Linked DNA regions of Hordeum vulgare: region 2 is linked to region 1. The links are chromatin contacts, called in public Hi-C maps. All regions are on one chromosome and are shown on one strand. Each heading gives the region's core, a stretch centred on a gene start, on an enhancer-like site or on the middle of the called end of the contact. The rest is flanking DNA. Distances are from core to core; before and after follow the strand shown.

Region 1 (4,269 bases), core at 1,256-3,755:
GAGGGGTTTATCCCTGGCTTTTGCATCAAACGATAAGTCATGTTTGTTAAAAATTAGTAACAGGTATGCTATGGTGTGGATTAATGAAGCGGTGTTTTCCCTCCTTTTGGGAAAAGTCGATTACTACCCACAACTATTGCACAAGAAAATAAATTTATTCATCTAAAAAAATTGTTTCATTTTTTAAGCTTAGATTCACCCTTGCTGGTAGCACATCTATTTTGCGTGTTATTTTTTAAGCCCTTGTTGTATTGGAAGATGTCTGATGTTTTCCATCGAGGTGTTTTTGTCGGTAGTCACATGGCGTAGTATCACATGACGTAGTAGATGTCTGACTTTTGTGGGTGTTGTGTAATCAAAGAATATGACGGGTTCGTCGGTGCGGTTATGAGGTTTCTTGTCATGTGAATAGTTAGTCCATGCTTCGTTTGTATTATTTTTTTTGTTAATTAACTGAGTAATTTTTTTCTTAATCAATTGATAAGGCGAAACTTTTGCATCCTTTTCTCAAAAAAATAGAATAGGTGGATGGTCAGAACTGTATGCTGACAGTGAATTGGAACAATCTTTTTTGACAATCAAAAGTTGAAAGATTCAATTTTACATGCTTTCCCCTTTGTAAGAAAGAAAGAAAAAGGAAAGGTAACGATGATCAGGTAGGACAGAAAAGAAGGATCGAGACTTGACAGGGATGTATATATCCAAGATCATAAAGCGGTGGCATAAAGTTGTAACTCAGGCTTATCTACACCTCGGATGTAAACGGAAAATTCAAACAAAAAAAGTAGAAAAATCCAACAAAAAAACTGAAAATTCTATTCATCGAAGCTGCTCATGTGCACGAGGTGCATGCAATATTTCGCAGTGTTTGGACATCTAAGAAGCTCGTGCCAAAAAGGAAAATATTGGTTCTCTAAGAAACTTTTAAAAAAAGTATTATTCGGAGCTGATTTTGTTTCTTTGCTTCTCAGATTTCCGAAAACCACGAAATTTACACGTGCCCTGCGCACATGAGCATCTTGGGTTCCCAAAAAGATCAGACTTTTTTAAAACGTTATTACTATTATTATTAGTGTATATTGTTTACCCGGTGTAGATGAGCATGTGCATCGTTTTGATTTATGGCTCTATACATCACCCATCAGCACCGTACATGCATGCACAAGTTCATCTTGGTACCATTTTTCCCCAGCGCGCGCTGCGAGAAGACCGATATACCTCTAGTAATCTAGGCATGGAGTGGCTGGAGTGAAGATGATGGAATCACATGACGGTGCAAGCGTTAACGTCCTCGTCGTTGAACATGTTCATGTACTTGACCTCCGGCGCGGCCGGGTCAGCCATGGCCTGCGGCACGTTGCGGACCAGTCCCGCCGGCGCCTTCTTGTCGTAGGAGCCGCCAACGTAGGGGTAGGTGGCCACCGAGTAGGGCACGTACGGCCACATATCCGCCGTCGTCTTCCCGGTGCGCTTCACCCTCGCCAGCACCTTGCGAGGCTCCACGTACCCCGTCACCGTCACCTTGTTGATCTTGCGATTCACCACCACCGTCGTCACACCTTCGGCATCCACAGATGTATTCATCAAATGAATATATATATATATATATATATATATATATATGTACTCCCTTCGATCCATACTAATTGACGCATATTTGATACATACAAAGTTGTACTAAAACAGTGTTAATTAATATGGATCGCAAAGGGATTACTAACCTCTATATTTTCTATCCAAAAAAAAGTCAGTGTTTGAATTAGCGTCTTTCAAATCAACTAGAACAGAGCTATAACGAGCTATTAGCGGACTATAGTGCATGAAACTATTTAACGACACAAGCTAAAAGGTTATGGCGAGGCTATATAAAAATATGAAAAGTATACTACTTTCAAAAGAATATCGCTTGGTTTGACGTTTGAGATCGATATCCGTGACTGTGTGTATATTTACCCCGAATCGATTTGACGGCGTTCCTGACCCTCCTCTCGCAGCCATCACAGTCCAGCTTCACCTTGATGTTCACCGTCTGCAGATAGATTGAAGAAACTCCATTTAATCACACGTATGTGGCAGCTCGATTATCAAAAATGACGACGACAACAACAACAAAACATATCGATCCCTTCACAAGATCAGAAGACCATCTTCGGAAGATGGAACTGCTTCCGACCGATGAAGCATGAACAAACAAACCTACACCAAAAAAGAGAACACGAGCGTGCCTGAGAATTCCACAATCCTCACCGTCAGTGGCCGCCTTTTCTTGATCCTGATGGCTTCCCTTGTGTGTGTCAAGTTGCAGAGACGGGAGAGGTGATCCAAGGCGCCCATGATCGATCTGATCTAACTCAACTTTTGCTTCCAGCAAGACGAATTGACGAACCGCTCTTGCGCTTGTCTGTACTGCGAAGACCAAGTACAGAACCTTAGGCGATGGATGGGGTCATATATATACCCAGGAGAAGGAGGAGAGACAAGGACAGCACGCCTAATCCTGCATGGTTAGGGTTGGTGCAAGTCTATATCGATGCTACTAGAGGACACAATGAGAGTGATTAAACCTCTGAGATTTCGGACTAAATAGAGTGTGTTGGGCAAGCGTTTCTTTTCCCAGGATGGGACATGCCCTGCCCCCCGCAGCTCCATCCATCACAAGGTGCCCCGAGCGTGACAACACCTCAATCATGCACTCAATCAAGACAAGGGGATAAAAAGTCTTGCCATAGAAATGGATTGCTTTTCTATCGAATCATATTCTTCGGATCATTCTGAAAGGGCTAACATACCTAATCCGAATTCAAATCTTGACTTATGATCTAGCTACTTGCCAAAATTATGCACTAATTAAAATCTATGGCATAAAATGGTGATCGCCAGGTTAGTACGTAGTGTGTTCTTCACTGATGCGCTGGGTCTTTCACGTTACAGTACGATGTTGATTGATATATTCCTTCTCGGGCTTCTATCGCGCCGTAGTTTTCAGCCTCTTTGCAAGGTTCTCCACTTCTCTCATCTGCTTTCAGTTTACACTTTAGGATTCGTACATCTGTTCCCACTTTATATTATACTTGCGTCTGCCTTCGCTGCTCCTTTCAAGTTCAACGCTAGATGCATGAATGGCGTGTGCATATCACAAATTTCTCTGCTCCATATGCGCGGCTACCTATTGGAAAGATGGGATGCCTTATCGTAGTGAGATTTTTTAGGGTACATCATGTTAGAAATATGAACAATTTACCATAGGATTTTATTGAAAGAAAAGCTAGGAAAAATATGACCATCATACTAAAGATGAAACAAGACATGCAATATAAAGATAAGATGACAAAAGACATGTGCACATATGATCTAGAAAAGATCATATGTATAATCGTTCTATATACAGAAGACAACATATGAAAGAATGAGCAGAAATAAAACATATCTAGAAGTGAAACTAGAGCAAGTAGTTGCGACAGAAACTCAAAGAAAAAGAACATGAGCACGTACTGAGTTGCAGCAGCAGTAGGGTTGGTGTTGACGTTGCCGTTTGCCATGTTACCGAAGAGGTGGTCGACGTCGGGGAAGAAGTCGTCGTCCGGGAAGAGATCGTCGGTGTCCGTGATGAAAGCCAGTAGTCGCACTGAGCGCTCCCCAAAAACCTTATCGCCCTTCTCTCGTACAGGACTCGAAGAGACGGAGTTTCGGAGGCCTGCTCTCCCGGCCTACGGTGCACGTCGCAAGTCGGGATGGGGATCCACTACAGCAAAACGTTCAACTTCCGAGTGACCTTTCGTATACCAGTCGTGCGTGGCAAAAATTTAGTTCGGCTCGTTCCAGCAACCCGCGGCGCGTCGTGATGGGACGGGCGGTGGAGGAGTGTCGTCCCCTATGCTTCAGCCATAGGCTCTATCATGTATGCAATGTTGTGCACAAGACCTGATGTCAGCCTTGTCATAAGTATGGCGGGAATGTTTCAAAGTGATGCAGGAATGGAACACTGGACATCGGTTAAGAATAAAGAAATGTTTCTCGTGTATGGAGGTGATAAAGGGTTACGTCGATCCAAGCTTTGACACTGGTTCAGATGACTCTAAGTCTCAAACCGGATACGTATTTTATTCTCAATGGGGGTGCGGTAAGTTACTGCAGTTTCAAGCAAAGCGCGGTATCTGATTCTACATGCAAATCAGGGTACATAGCTGCCTCGTAGGCAGCTAAACAAGGCGTCTGGATGAAGGAGTTCATGATAGATCTTGAGTAGTGCCGAGTGCACTGGATCCAATG
Region 2 (4,269 bases), core at 1,022-3,521, 63 kb before region 1:
CTGGCGGCGGCTGGAAAACCGATCCAGGATGATGAGCTGATTTCGTACATCCTCCATGTGTTGGACCTTGTTTACCAGCCCCTAGTCTCCTCCCTCGACGCTCATGTCACTCCTATCTCCCTTGACGAGATCTTCTCCATGCTCAGCAACTTCGATCAGAGGATGACACAATTTCACGGCGCGAGCAGAGGTAGCTTCAAGTCCTCTGCAAATGCTGCATCCCGCGGGCGCGTCGGTGGCTCTCGCTCACGTGGTCCTCCCCGTAACAAGGGGCGGTCCTGCGGTAGCGGGAACGGCGGCGGGCAAGGACGTGGCGGCGGGTGCAGCAACAAGGGACGTCGTGGCGGTGGCACTAGCAAGTCACGCACGGATACCCCACGTTGTCAAATTTGTGGTAAACCAGGCCACACTGCGAAGGACTGCTGGTACCGTTACGAGGAAGACGGTGACTCATCCCAAGATGAGGACAGTGTTCCCGTGGGTGCTGATGGCTCCTATGGGATCTACACCAATTGGTTCGTCGACAATGGTGCCACAAACCATATCACCAGCGAGCTAGAGAAGGTAACCATGAAGGACAAGTACCGTGGAAAAGATCAGATCCACACCGCCACTGGAGAAGGTATGAAAATACGTCACATTGGTTATTCAAGTAGTAGTACCCCTTATCGTAAACTTCACTTCAAGAAAATTCTGCATGTTCCTAGTGCCAATAAGAATCTCCTCTGAGTTCATAGAATTGCCATTGATAATCATGTTTTCCTCGAATTTCGTCCTTATTTCTTTTTTATCAAGGATTGAGTAGCGAAGAAAATCCTTTATCGAGGTAGATGTGTTCAAGGGCTTTACCCGTTGATCCCAGAGCATAGGAGGTTCAATAAAGAAGTCTATGGTGTTGTCAAAATTTTGTCAACACGATGGCACGATCGATTAGGACATGCTTGTTTTTATTTAATTAGTTGAAAGGTTACTTAGGAAAAATAAGATCCCGTCTGTTGGTGAGCGTCATATTGAAACTATTTGTGATTCATGTCAACAAACTAAGAGTCATCAATTATCCTATCAATTTCTACTAGTATCTCCACCGAACCATTGCTGTTAATTTTCTGTGATGTTTGGGGCCCTGCCCCTACCTCTGTTGGTAGACATACCTATTATGTGAGCTTCATTGATGACTATAACAAATTCTCCTGAATCTATCTTCTTAAGAAAAGATCCAATGTGTTTCAAGTTTTTAAAAACTTTCAAGCTCTTGTTGAACGCAAGTTTGACAGCAAAATCATTGTTGTTCAATCTGATTGGGGAGGGGAGTATGAAAAAATGAACTCCTTCTTCCAAACTCTTGGCATCTCACATCATGTGTCATGCCCTCATGCTCACAAACAAAACGGCTCGGTCGAACGTAAGCATAGACACATTGTTAAAGTTGGGCTTGCACTCTTAGCAGGAGCTTCCATGCCTCTCAAATTTTGGGATGAAGCTTTCCTCTCTGACGTTCATATCATAAATATGCTTTCTAGTCGTGTTATTAACAATGACACTCCGGTAGAAAGACTACTTCATACCAAACCAGATTGTACATCTCTTCGTGTTTTTGGGTGTGCATGTTGGCCCAATCTCCGTCCTTACAATAATTGCAAGCTCATGTTTCACTCCAAACAATGTCTATTTCTTGGCTATAGCGCCCAACACAAGGGTGTTAAATGCCTAGATGTCTTCACGGGTCGTGTCTATGTCTATCGTGATGTTATCGTTGATGAAACCAAATCTCCCTTTGCGGATTTTCATCCTAATGTCGGTGCCCTTTTTCGCAAAGAAATTCTCCTTTTACCACCTCATCTCACCAGTTTTGATCAAGGGGGAAACAATATTGATGATCAATTGTTGACTAATCCCACTAATGGGATGCATGAGATGTGTTTTGATGAAACATGAGAAAAAAAACTAGGAAAATGCTGCTGAAAATGTCGCTACCAGTGCAAATCTCGGACCATAACACACGTATCCTGAGATAGAAGAGAGATTTGCCTCGGGATCGGTTCGGCACTAGGAGACCAGATCCTCCTCGTGATCGGTTGCCGCAGATGCGAACGCACCATGCGCACGCACGCGCTCTGCTGCTCCTCGCTCCACGGACGACATGCGACCACCTTCCACTAGGCACGCCACGACCTCAGCTCCGTGACAATCGCCTCCTCGCATGTGACAATCTACGGCTCGCCCAGGTGATGCACGGTTCCGTGGAAAACCATATTTGACGCTCTTTGCGTCAAATAGTCGGCCAAATGCACAGGGGTGCGAGAAACTCGGCCGGTCCATCTCCCTCTACACGCAGTTCTGGTTTCTGCTTCATTCCTTTTGTCCTTTTTTCTGTTTCTTTTTTTTCTTTTTTTGCTTTTTCTGCTTTTGTTTATTGTTTTTCCTTTTTTTCTATGGTTATTTTTTAACCTAAGTTCATGTTTTAAAAAAATTCTTCAAATTTACAAAATGTTCTTGATTTTATAAAAATGCTCTAAATTTCAAATATTTGCCGTTACTCAAAAACATTCATAGCTTCAAAAAATTCGGGATTTCCGAAAAATGTACGACATTTTCCAAAAATGTTCACACTTTTAAAAAATGTTTTTTCAAAAAACATTATTGTTTCATTTTTAGTTTCTTCCTTCACTTTTGTTCCTTTGTCCTTTTCCTAATTTCTGTTTCACATTTAATAATTTAGTTTTGAATTTCAAAAAATGTTCTTGTATTCACAGTTTATATTTAAATGTCTGTGCTTCAAAAAAATGTTCCTGCTTCCAAAATGTATTCATCTTTTGAAAAATGTAAATTGTTCTCGTATACAAAAAACTGGATGATTTTTCAAAAAATGTTCCTTTTCTCATAAATTGTTCACAATTTTTCAAAAAATGTTTTTCTTTTCACATTTTAATAAAAAATGTTCCTGTTTTACAAAAAATGTTTCTCTTTTTTGAATAATTTGTTCACAAATTCAAAACTTGTTTAAATTTTGTTCGCCGATTATAAAATTATTCATAATTTCAAAATGTTCGGGAAGTTTAAAAATATTTTTCATTTTCTAAAAAATATTTGCCATTTCAAAAAATATGCGTAAGTTAGAAAAATGTTCCAGTTTTAAAAAGTGTACATAAGTTCAAAACATGTTCCAGTTTCAAAAATTGTCAACTGAACTGTGTTCTCCTTCGCCGCCGATATCGGCTCGCGACAGCTCCGGTTTGCCGACGGCGAGCTGCTCCTACGACGGAAGGCTCTCAGGTTAGTTCTGAGGGATGCGAGAGGGGTTACCATTGATGCGCGATGCCTTCGGGAAGGGGAAACCCTAGATATTGGCGACATGGTGGCGTTCCCTGCTATTTTGCGAGAATTCGGGACCGGCTGTCGGAGATTGGGGCTCCGGTGAGGGCGGCCGTGGATACGGCGTCAGCCAGGAGGTGGGGAACGGTGGGTGGGGGTGATGCTCCGACAGGTGGGGCCGATGCGGGTCCTGCCCCCAACAGTGCACCAATGGCGGATGGGCGACACGTGGGAGGGGATCGGAGCGCATGTTTTGGCTCAAATGGAAGTATAAAAGCCCCCATCGCGCCGCGGCTTGACCTAGAGGAAGCATTCTCCCACTTCTGGTCGGCGCAGCCAAGAAACCCTAGATCGAGAGCGAGCGATTCCTTCGGTTGGTGGAGAGGGAAGGTTGGAGGAGATCTGCGATCCTTCGCGGCGGTGGCTGCGTCTACTCCTGCGATGGGGGATGGAGATCGAGGCTTTCGTGGAGATCGACGGGGGGAGCCTGGTCGTGGTGCTCGCGGGCCCGGTCCTGCTACTGGACGGGGCGGTGGCCGTGGTGGAGACCGGAGCAAGTTCTCGTGGAAGCAGGACGACGGCAACAACAACTCATATACTTCCAATGTCGCCTCCGGATCTGATGACACCTCGCGGTGGGATGAGGCTGTGATGGGGAAGCAGGCGGTGGATGGTGGGGTCTGGGTGCCCAAGAGCCAGGGATCTTCTGGATCCGCTGGTGAGGGTGCGGATCGCCAGATCCCCAATCCCCTTCGTCGCAATCAAGGAACAAAAGTGAACCAGGTGACTCCTTCCAATGTTCATGATCCCTGCCTCATCTGCAAATCTCGTGAGCATGTTCCTGGGTTCTGTGCACAAGCTTTCTGTGAAAGGTGTGGTCGATTAGGTCACCTTGCATCTGTCTGTTGTGAGTTCTTACCCTGGAGTTATGTTGCCTCTATGTGTGTGTTTCAGTCG

What was found. Hi-C and Micro-C count contacts between places; a contact is called where the count stands out from the background.
Region 2: a Hi-C map of leaf shows a contact between it and region 1, with 2.2 times the contacts expected there. The contact joins the enhancer-like site here to the promoter of LOC123398982 in region 1. A contact is called at or near these places in 2 of 6 Hi-C or Micro-C datasets (both in leaf).

The regions. Positions count from the first base shown.
Region 1 is chr5H:464,140,342-464,144,610 of MorexV3_pseudomolecules_assembly, reverse strand. It overlaps LOC123398982 (heavy metal-associated isoprenylated plant protein 20-like), which reads right to left and starts at 2,505. Exons shown (of 3, transcript XM_045093421.1): 1 at 2,248-2,505; 2 at 1,954-2,029; 3 at 1,094-1,559. The coding sequence starts at 2,334. The coding sequence ends at 1,264.
Region 2 is chr5H:464,203,388-464,207,656 of MorexV3_pseudomolecules_assembly, reverse strand. No RefSeq gene overlaps it. Among protein-coding and RNA genes, the nearest start is that of LOC123396895, 11 kb to the left of the region's middle. Within about 2 kb of position 2,271, at least 1 of the 3 cell types and tissues checked has open chromatin away from gene starts, as enhancers often do. A contact at or near this core is called in leaf, where this site is marked.